Regions from separate parts of the Mus musculus genome. Here region 2 is linked to region 1. The links are chromatin contacts, called in public ChIA-PET maps. All regions are on one chromosome and are shown on one strand. Each heading gives the region's core, a stretch centred on a gene start, on an enhancer-like site or on the middle of the called end of the contact. The rest is flanking DNA. Distances are from core to core; before and after follow the strand shown.

Evidence for each region. ChIA-PET counts read pairs in DNA pulled down with a chosen protein or histone mark.
Region 2: an RNA polymerase II ChIA-PET map of memory CD8 T cells shows a contact between it and region 1, with 30 read pairs. The contact joins two enhancer-like sites. A contact is called at or near these places in 19 of 484 Hi-C or Micro-C datasets (the C2C12 cell line, the HPC-7 cell line, LSK cells and 10 more), 3 of 115 datasets of contacts at active chromatin or transcription factors (bone marrow-derived macrophages, memory CD8 T cells and pancreatic cancer cells) and 1 of 9 other capture datasets (adipose tissue).

The regions. Positions count from the first base shown.
Region 1 is chr15:28,079,268-28,083,147 of GRCm38.p6, forward strand. No RefSeq gene overlaps it. Among named protein-coding and RNA genes, the nearest start is that of Gm31458, 15 kb to the left of the region's middle. Within about 2 kb of position 2,059, at least 67 of the 459 cell types and tissues checked have an H3K27ac peak or open chromatin away from gene starts, as enhancers often do. A contact at or near this core is called in memory CD8 T cells and pre-pro-B cells, where this site is marked.
Region 2 is chr15:28,187,600-28,191,479 of GRCm38.p6, forward strand. It overlaps a transcript of Dnah5 not described here. Among named protein-coding and RNA genes, the nearest start is that of Dnah5, 14 kb to the right of the region's middle. Within about 2 kb of position 2,217, at least 48 of the 459 cell types and tissues checked have an H3K27ac peak or open chromatin away from gene starts, as enhancers often do. A contact at or near this core is called in memory CD8 T cells and pre-pro-B cells, where this site is marked.

The DNA.
Region 1 (3,880 bases), core at 809-3,308:
AGAAAATAAGATAACACTCTTTGTTCTCTCTAGTCTCCTGTATTTTCTTTCATTTTAATTCAATTTTTAAAAAGATTTGATTTTTACCTTTTTAATGATATGTATGTGGTTTGTGTCTGAAATCTAGAAGAAGGTGTTAGATCCTCTGGTGCTGGGTTACAGGTACATGTGAGCTGCCCAGTGTGGGCATGGGGGACTGAGCTCAACTCCTCTGAAAGAACATTGCGTGTTCTCCACTGCTGCAGTCATCTCTCCATTCAAGCCATCTTTCCATTCAAGTTCATCTACTCAGAAAATACTTACTGAGACTATATGTAATAGTAAAGTAATTTTAAGAAATTACTGGAGATGGACTGTTCTGTAGAATAATTTTTTTTCTCACCCTTAGATGACATTGAATTTCACTTCCCTTTTCTCTCAGTGTGAGTTATAAACAATTTATACTTCTTATGGAGTTAAATTAATGTATTACGACCAATGAGGGTGGCATTTCACATCTTTAATTGAGGTATGGAAGATATCTTCCATTTAATAAACTCGAGGCATTGGTGATGACCATTTAAGCCATCAGCTCTCAGGTTATAGGGATGGATATATAACATATCATTCTATGTGTTGTAAAGTCACCTTTAGAAAAGTGGTAATGTAGAATATAAAAGTAAAAAAATAATACTTTTAACATTGAGTAATATCTTTTGAATGTTTGGGATCAGACTAAGTGTATATATATATATTTGGTTTTTCGAGACAGGGTTTCTCTGTATAGCCCTGGAACTCACTTTGTAGACCAGGCTGGCCTTGAACTCAGAAATCTGCCTGCCTCTGCCTCCTGAGTGCTGGGGTTAAAGGTGTATTTCATGTGGTCTATAAGTGCCCTGCCATGAGTTATATTCCTAGCTCTGCCAAGTGCAGTTACTTTTGGGTGTTGGGGGAATGTAGTAGTTTGAGACAGCATCTCCTTGTGTAGCCCAGGCTAACCTCAAACTTAGGATTCTCCTGATTGAGCCTCTTGAGTGCTGGGGCCACAGGTTTATGTTACTATGTATAACCCTCAGGTGATCGTCAAAGTCTACCTCCTAAATGTTGAATTTAGAAGACTTTTGTCCTGGTATGTAAATACCTAGTGTCATGAATAAGGCTACGTATCATCCCTAATATACCAGAGAGACTTTATTATGTCCAATATTCTTTCAGAAAGGAGATAATGTCACTTAAATTAAGTGGTAAGGAGATGATTGGAATTCTGGGAAAGGGAAGGCAGGACAGACAGACAAGCTACACCAGATCCAGTGGAGATCCTTTATCCTGAAGTCTCTAACTTTCTGGAAGAGGATGCTCCTCTAGTATTCCAGCCTTTCTTGCTAGAAGAATGGCCCATTCAGGGAAGTCATGCTCTTCTCACTGCTGAACAGAACAAGCCAAAGGAACCAGGACGCTCTTTCAGTTTGCCCAGTTGAGGTAAACTGGTTTGAATCTCCTTGGTCCATGACAATGGTGGCTTTCCCAACTTCCATGCATCTTTCCAAAGGGATGGGGTGGAAAAGGAGGAGGTGGCAGGTGTGCCTGGCCACTCCCATCGTTTTCTTTCTTTTTATTCCAGGCACCCAGTGGGCTCTTTTAGTGCAATAAAGTAAGTATCTTAGTTCATTTATGCCCCTATAACAGAACATCACTGTCTTATAAACATGCTAATACAAATTTATTGCTGGAAGCTCTGGAGGGTGCAAGTTCTAGGCTAGGGACACCAACAGTTTCAGTATTTGATAAAGCTCACTGTCATCTTCTTGCAATATGGAGCCTTGAAATTTGCCTGAACCTTTACATAACAAAAGGCAGAAGGGTAAGAGACAAGAGGGGGCCAAACGGATCCTGTCATAATGGTATTATCCCCACCTGTTATAGTTGAACACTCTTGGCCTAATTGGTTTTTTTGGTTACACTTCCTCATTCTGTTACAATTGCAATTAAATTCCAACACGGGGTTTGGAGATGACAAATGTTGAGATCATAGCATTAGGACAAAAGACTTCAAAGTCCTTGCCGGCTAGAGCCAGCGAGGGTCAGACATCACGTGAAGAAAGCTCTGAAACCACAGTTAGATGTGGTTTTCACGAATGAGTCAGCTGTGGAATGAGACAGTTCAGCTTGACTACTACGTCACTACCTGGCAGAGGATAAGAGGTCAGAAAACAGCAGCTACTCCGAGACAGACTTGTGGGTAGGGCATCCTGACACTTCAGATTGGTGGAGTGCAGCATCTTGTCACTTCCAAACCCTAACTCAGACACAGAAAATAATTTTCAAAGTGTTAAAGATAGCTAACTAGCCAATAAACACCAACATTACTAGACCAATCCAATAGCATTATTTATTGAAGTTTTAAAGTGTCTACAAATTCATGTCAGATACGTTCGTTTTTAGGTCAATATGGTTTAGTATAAGCAAAGCTCTATTATAGATATCCATTTCTATATTTTATTTATAACTACTATTTTGTGTCTTTAAAATATTTTATTTAAAATATTATGTGTATATGTGCAACTATCTCTTTCTCTCTGTGTGTTTGTGTGTGCACACACATATACATTAGTGGAATGCTCATGGAGTTCAGAAGGTGTCAGATCACATGGAGCTGCAATTCCAAGCCCTTACGAGCTCCCTGACGTGAATGCTCAGCACTGAACACGAGTCTTCTATAAGAGCAGGTTATATTATGTATCACAGAGTTACCTCGTCCGCCTTCTATTTCATATTTAGTTAGTCCATTGTGCTACTAGATATTATCACTAAAAAGTTTGATTTATAGTATCAATTGGTTTGCAGTTGAAAATCTCAAGTGAAGATAGTAGAACGAATTCTCCCTCATAGACCCATTTGTATGGCTCCTTTGATGTCAAAGACTTTGAAAATAATAAGCATACGGACTGGAGAGGTGACTTAGATGTCTTCTGGAAGACCAGGGTTCAATTTCCAGCTCCCACCTGGCACCTCAAAACTCTCTGCAATTCTAGTTCCAGGGGAATCTGACACCCTCACACAGACATACATTCCAGCAAAACACCAAGATAAATAAAATAAAGACAAACCAATCTTTAAAAATTACAAAAGTAAATAAGCAGTGTAATACCATAGCCATTGATGGATCGATGGTTTTAAAATTTTATTTTAGGCTTATTTATTTTATTACTTCATGTGTGTACATGTGTACCTGGTGTCTGCGGAGGTCAGAAGAGGACATTGGATTCTCTGGAACTAGAATTATAGATGGTTGTGAACCGCCATGTGGGTGTTGGGAAAAGAACCCAGGTCCTCTGCAAGAACAACAAATGCTTTTAACAGCTGCGTCAACCCTCCAGCTCTGCCAGTGTGTTTGATTCCAACAGGCCTTGTACCACTGTGGATGACTTAGGAATTTCCTGAGTTTTTCATCAGACAGTCATCTTGCTTTGCAGGGCAGTCTGCTGGTACACGTTGATGCCTTGCCACTTCTGATGCTATTATATTTTAGGTGTAAGAATGTCCCCCATTGGGTTTGAATATTTGATCTTCTGCTTTTGGGATTTTTTTTTTTTTTTTGAGAGGTTTCAGAGCCTTTGGGAGGTAGGGCCTCGCTGGAGGAGATGGATCTTTTTTGAGTTTGGGGTTAGAGTGGGCTTTGAGACTTAGCCTGGCCCTAATTCCTGTCTGAGCTGTTCTTTCTTTCCTTCCTTCCTTCCTTCCTTCCTTCCTTCCTTCCTTCCTTCCTTCCTTCCTTCCTTCCTTCCTTCCTTTCTTTCTTTCTTTCTTTCTTTCTTTCTTTCTTTCTTTCTTTCTTTCTTTCTTTCTTTCTTTCTTTCCTTTCTGCCTGCCTGCCTGCCTGCCTGCCTGCCTGCCTGCCTGC
Region 2 (3,880 bases), core at 967-3,466, 110 kb after region 1:
GTATGGACGTTTTGCCTAAGCACATGTCTGTGCACTGTGGGGGTACAGTGCCCACAGAGGCCAGGAGGGTGTGGGATTCCTTGGGACTGGAGTGTGAGCCTCGATGGAGTGTGAGCCTCGATGTGGGGGTTGGGAATCGAACCCGCACCTGGAGGAGCAGCCAAGGCTGAACATTTTCTTGAGTCCTGTTTCTTAGTGATTTTGTTTCTTTAAAGCACCGTCTCTGTATACACGGAGATGCATTTTATTTATAATTATTATTTCTCTTAGTTCATTTGATAGCAGGCGAAAGTTCTAAACTGGGAATTTTTGAAAAAGGAGATCGTTGGAACATAGACAAAGATTTGTTCTCAGACAGGGTCTTCCTAATGGTCGCATTCTAGACTATGGAGATTTAGAGGTGTGCCCTAACAGGCCAGGCATGGTGTTTCCGTCAAACAGGAGACTTTGGCTTCTCTTGCATTAAAGGCTTCAGCATCGCTACCTCCTGCTGGGCCATCTCTTTTGTAAATGTGAGAAAGTCGATATAAATCAAGGTTAATCACCGCAATGCTCCCAGGTCTTTTTTCTCCGCTATGACCACCCTGTTCATCGTGCTGTTCTCTCCGTCGCCGCTGGGGGGCAGCTGAGTTCCACGAGCAGTCGGCTGGGCTGGTGTCCCTTCCCCAGCCCAGACTATTGCTGCTGTTAATGTATTTTGCTTGAAAGGAGTGAAGAAAAGAACACAACATGTAGTATCTCCGGATTAATCTCATTTTATTAACCTCCGAACATAAGACTTTATAGGGCATGAGATTGAAAGCCTGTAACTCTTGTAACTGGAATTCTAAAGATTTCTTCTTAAAAGGAGAAAGCCCGACAAAGCTGTCTGCTGATGGCGGGTACAGCGCTCTTTTCATGTGGGTTTATAGACCCATCATTAATAAAAGAACCTTCCCAACATGACACTCCTGTGCCAACAAACAGCATTCGACAGTTCTCTGAAAGGAAAGCCTGAAACTCAGGCTGGAAGGTAAGCAAGAGCAAGCTGAGGCTCATTACATTGAAATTCACTTTTGTGCTCAATTCAATTAATAAAACGCTACCTTTCATTCCTAATGCACTTGATAAGAAGAAAGAGTAACTACGTGTGTCTCTCAAGGCAATAAAGAATGGAGGAGTCAGTCTTGATGGCCATCTCATGCTGGAGGGAGAATGGGAAGCCCCCACCTTCTGTTTGGTAAGGGCTGCAGTAGGAAAGTGGCTTGTAGGAGGGGCTTGTAGGAGGGGCGGGACTTGGCCTTTCCATTCCTCGACATTTTCTTCCTTTATATGTCCCATATCTCTGTCACTGGTTATTTTATCCCAACAAATCAGACAGGAAACCAAGAAGAATGAGAACCGCAACGATCTGAGAGACACTGTCACAGGGATTGAAAGACGGGGATTGTTATTTAACAAAAAGGAATATCATGTTGACTTATACACAATGCAGGCAGTTTAAAAATGGTCATTCAGTGTGTATTTATTTCATGAGCTCTTGAGAAGTGCCAGGTGTTGTGTTAATGACAATATTTTAAAGTCACCTTTTTTTGTTGTTGTTTGTTTGTTTTAAACACTCATTAGGTTATATTTCTAAAATGCCATTATAGGGCTGGGGATACGCCTGAGTTGGCAAAGCGCTTGCCTACAGTGCACGAAGTTCCGGGTTTGATTCCCAGCACTGCACGCTTCAGGCATGTTGGTGCGTGTCAGTAGCTCCAGCACTCAGGACACAGAGGCAGGGGGGGTCAGAAGTTCAAGATCACCTTCAGTTACCTCTCGAGTTTCAGGTCAACTTTAAGCTCTAGGACTTCATGTCTAAAAAATACCCCAAAAACCAAAAACCAAAAACCAAAAAACCCAAAAAACAAAAACCACCCCAAACCAAAAACAAAAACAACCCCCCAAAACAAAACAAAAAACAAAAATCCAACCAAAACAACAAAACAACAACAAAAACCCAAACCCACTATTATTCACTATGAAAACTATTACACGCAAGATCAGACTCAAGGAACAGCTAACGCGCGTGCAACTTCAGAGGGAAGCTGTAAGATTCTGAAGAGACCCCATAAAAGAAAGGATGTAGAGAGGTTTCTGAGACTTGAATGAGGCGTGAGCATCAGAGAGAGTGCGGTAGGTAGGCAGACGCTGACAAAGCTGCGAGGACAAAGCACCTGTATCCTTATTGGCCAGAGTGGGTGCCTGTAGTGTGAGCCGGTGTGGTGTAGCACGCCTGCGGTCACCTGCGGAGTCATCACAGTTCCTTAAAGTCACCCTTTCCTGTAAACGTCGAGTGGTTTCACAAAGCGGCAGATTCAAGCCTGTGTTTTAGGGAAGGGGAAGGAAATGGAGAATCAGAGAGAAACCATTTTCTCCCAGGCCTTTCTGGTTCAGGCTTAGAGCGCCCTCTTGATCACACACTTTCTTCCAAACTGAAGGCAACTTTTCACAGACTGCGTCTCATTTTTAATTTCCCCCTTAAGTTCTCAGACTTGCTACCGCGCCTCCTCATTTACATGATTTAGCTCGGTTTCGGAACTGAATTTTAACAGATGTTATTATATTCGAAACAGTAACTCTTCAAGCATTTTAAGGGTAGGTTTTGAGTATTTTGCTTCACGAGGTTCATGTGTGATCTTTGATCTCCTTCCCCCCTCCCCCTCCCCTTCCTCTCCCCCTCCCTCTCCCCTTCCTCTCCCCCTCCCCATCCCTTTCCCCTTCCTCTCCCCTCCCCCTTTCTCTCCCCCTCCCCTCCCCCTTTCTCCCTCCCCCTCCCTTTCCCCCCTTCCTCTCCCCTCCCCCCTTCTCTCCTTCTCCCCTCTCCCCCTCCCCCCTCTCCCCTCCCCCTCCCCCTCCCTCTCCCCTGTGTTGGAAGGTGGGTGAGTAATGAATGAATCCAGGGAACATCTTCTTTTCTCTGTTGTAAGCTTGTGCAGGCAGCAAGTTGTCCTATATTGGAATAACATCCTTAACGTGGCATAAAATCTCACTGAGTGCATTCATGTTGGTGGCCTTTGGTGAGATTAATGAGCTTCAGTAAACACTTTTCTTAAAATACATTAATATTCTATCAAAATCATACCTGTAGTCTTTTAACGAGAAATGTCCACCACAAGCACGTGCATTTGAACACTTGATCCACAGCTAGTGATGCTGTTTGGGGAGGGGGCGGCGTAGCCATGATGGAGGAAGCACACCACTAGGGGTAGGTTTCACGCCGTTTTCAGTTTGCTTGCTCTGCTCTGTGCTCATGGTTGCTATAAGATCTCTGCCCTTCCCAGTCACCACACAGATGCTTGCTGCCCTGCTACCCTGATCTTCCTGACACAGTTACCATGCAGACGCTTGCTGCCACGCTGCCCTGACACACCAGATCCATACCCTTCTGGAACCATGAACATCAATACACTTTTCTTCCATAAGTTGGTTTGCTCACGACAATTTAGCACAGCAGTAGAAAAGTACTAATGCTTGAAAGACGAACTTAACCTGGAATCATCTTAGACTATATTAAGAGCTATGGTTACCTAAAAAAGGAATCATACCACAAAGTTGGAGAGCTTCGGAGTCATATCCGAAACCTTCCCTATGTCCCCTGCATTTTTCTATTTTTATTATTTTATTTTCTGATATATTAAAACTTATTTTTACTTATTAGGTTTGTCCTTGGACATTTTTTTTCACACGTACACAATGCACAGTGACTCCCCGTACCTTGCACTTCCTTCCTACCCCAGTTCAGAGCTCTCCTGAATCCCTTTCCTGTTCCTATATACTCATTTTGTTTGGTGATCTGCTGAGATTAACCAGGGACATCCGTGTGACCACGGGTTGGGAAAAATCTCTTGGAACCTGA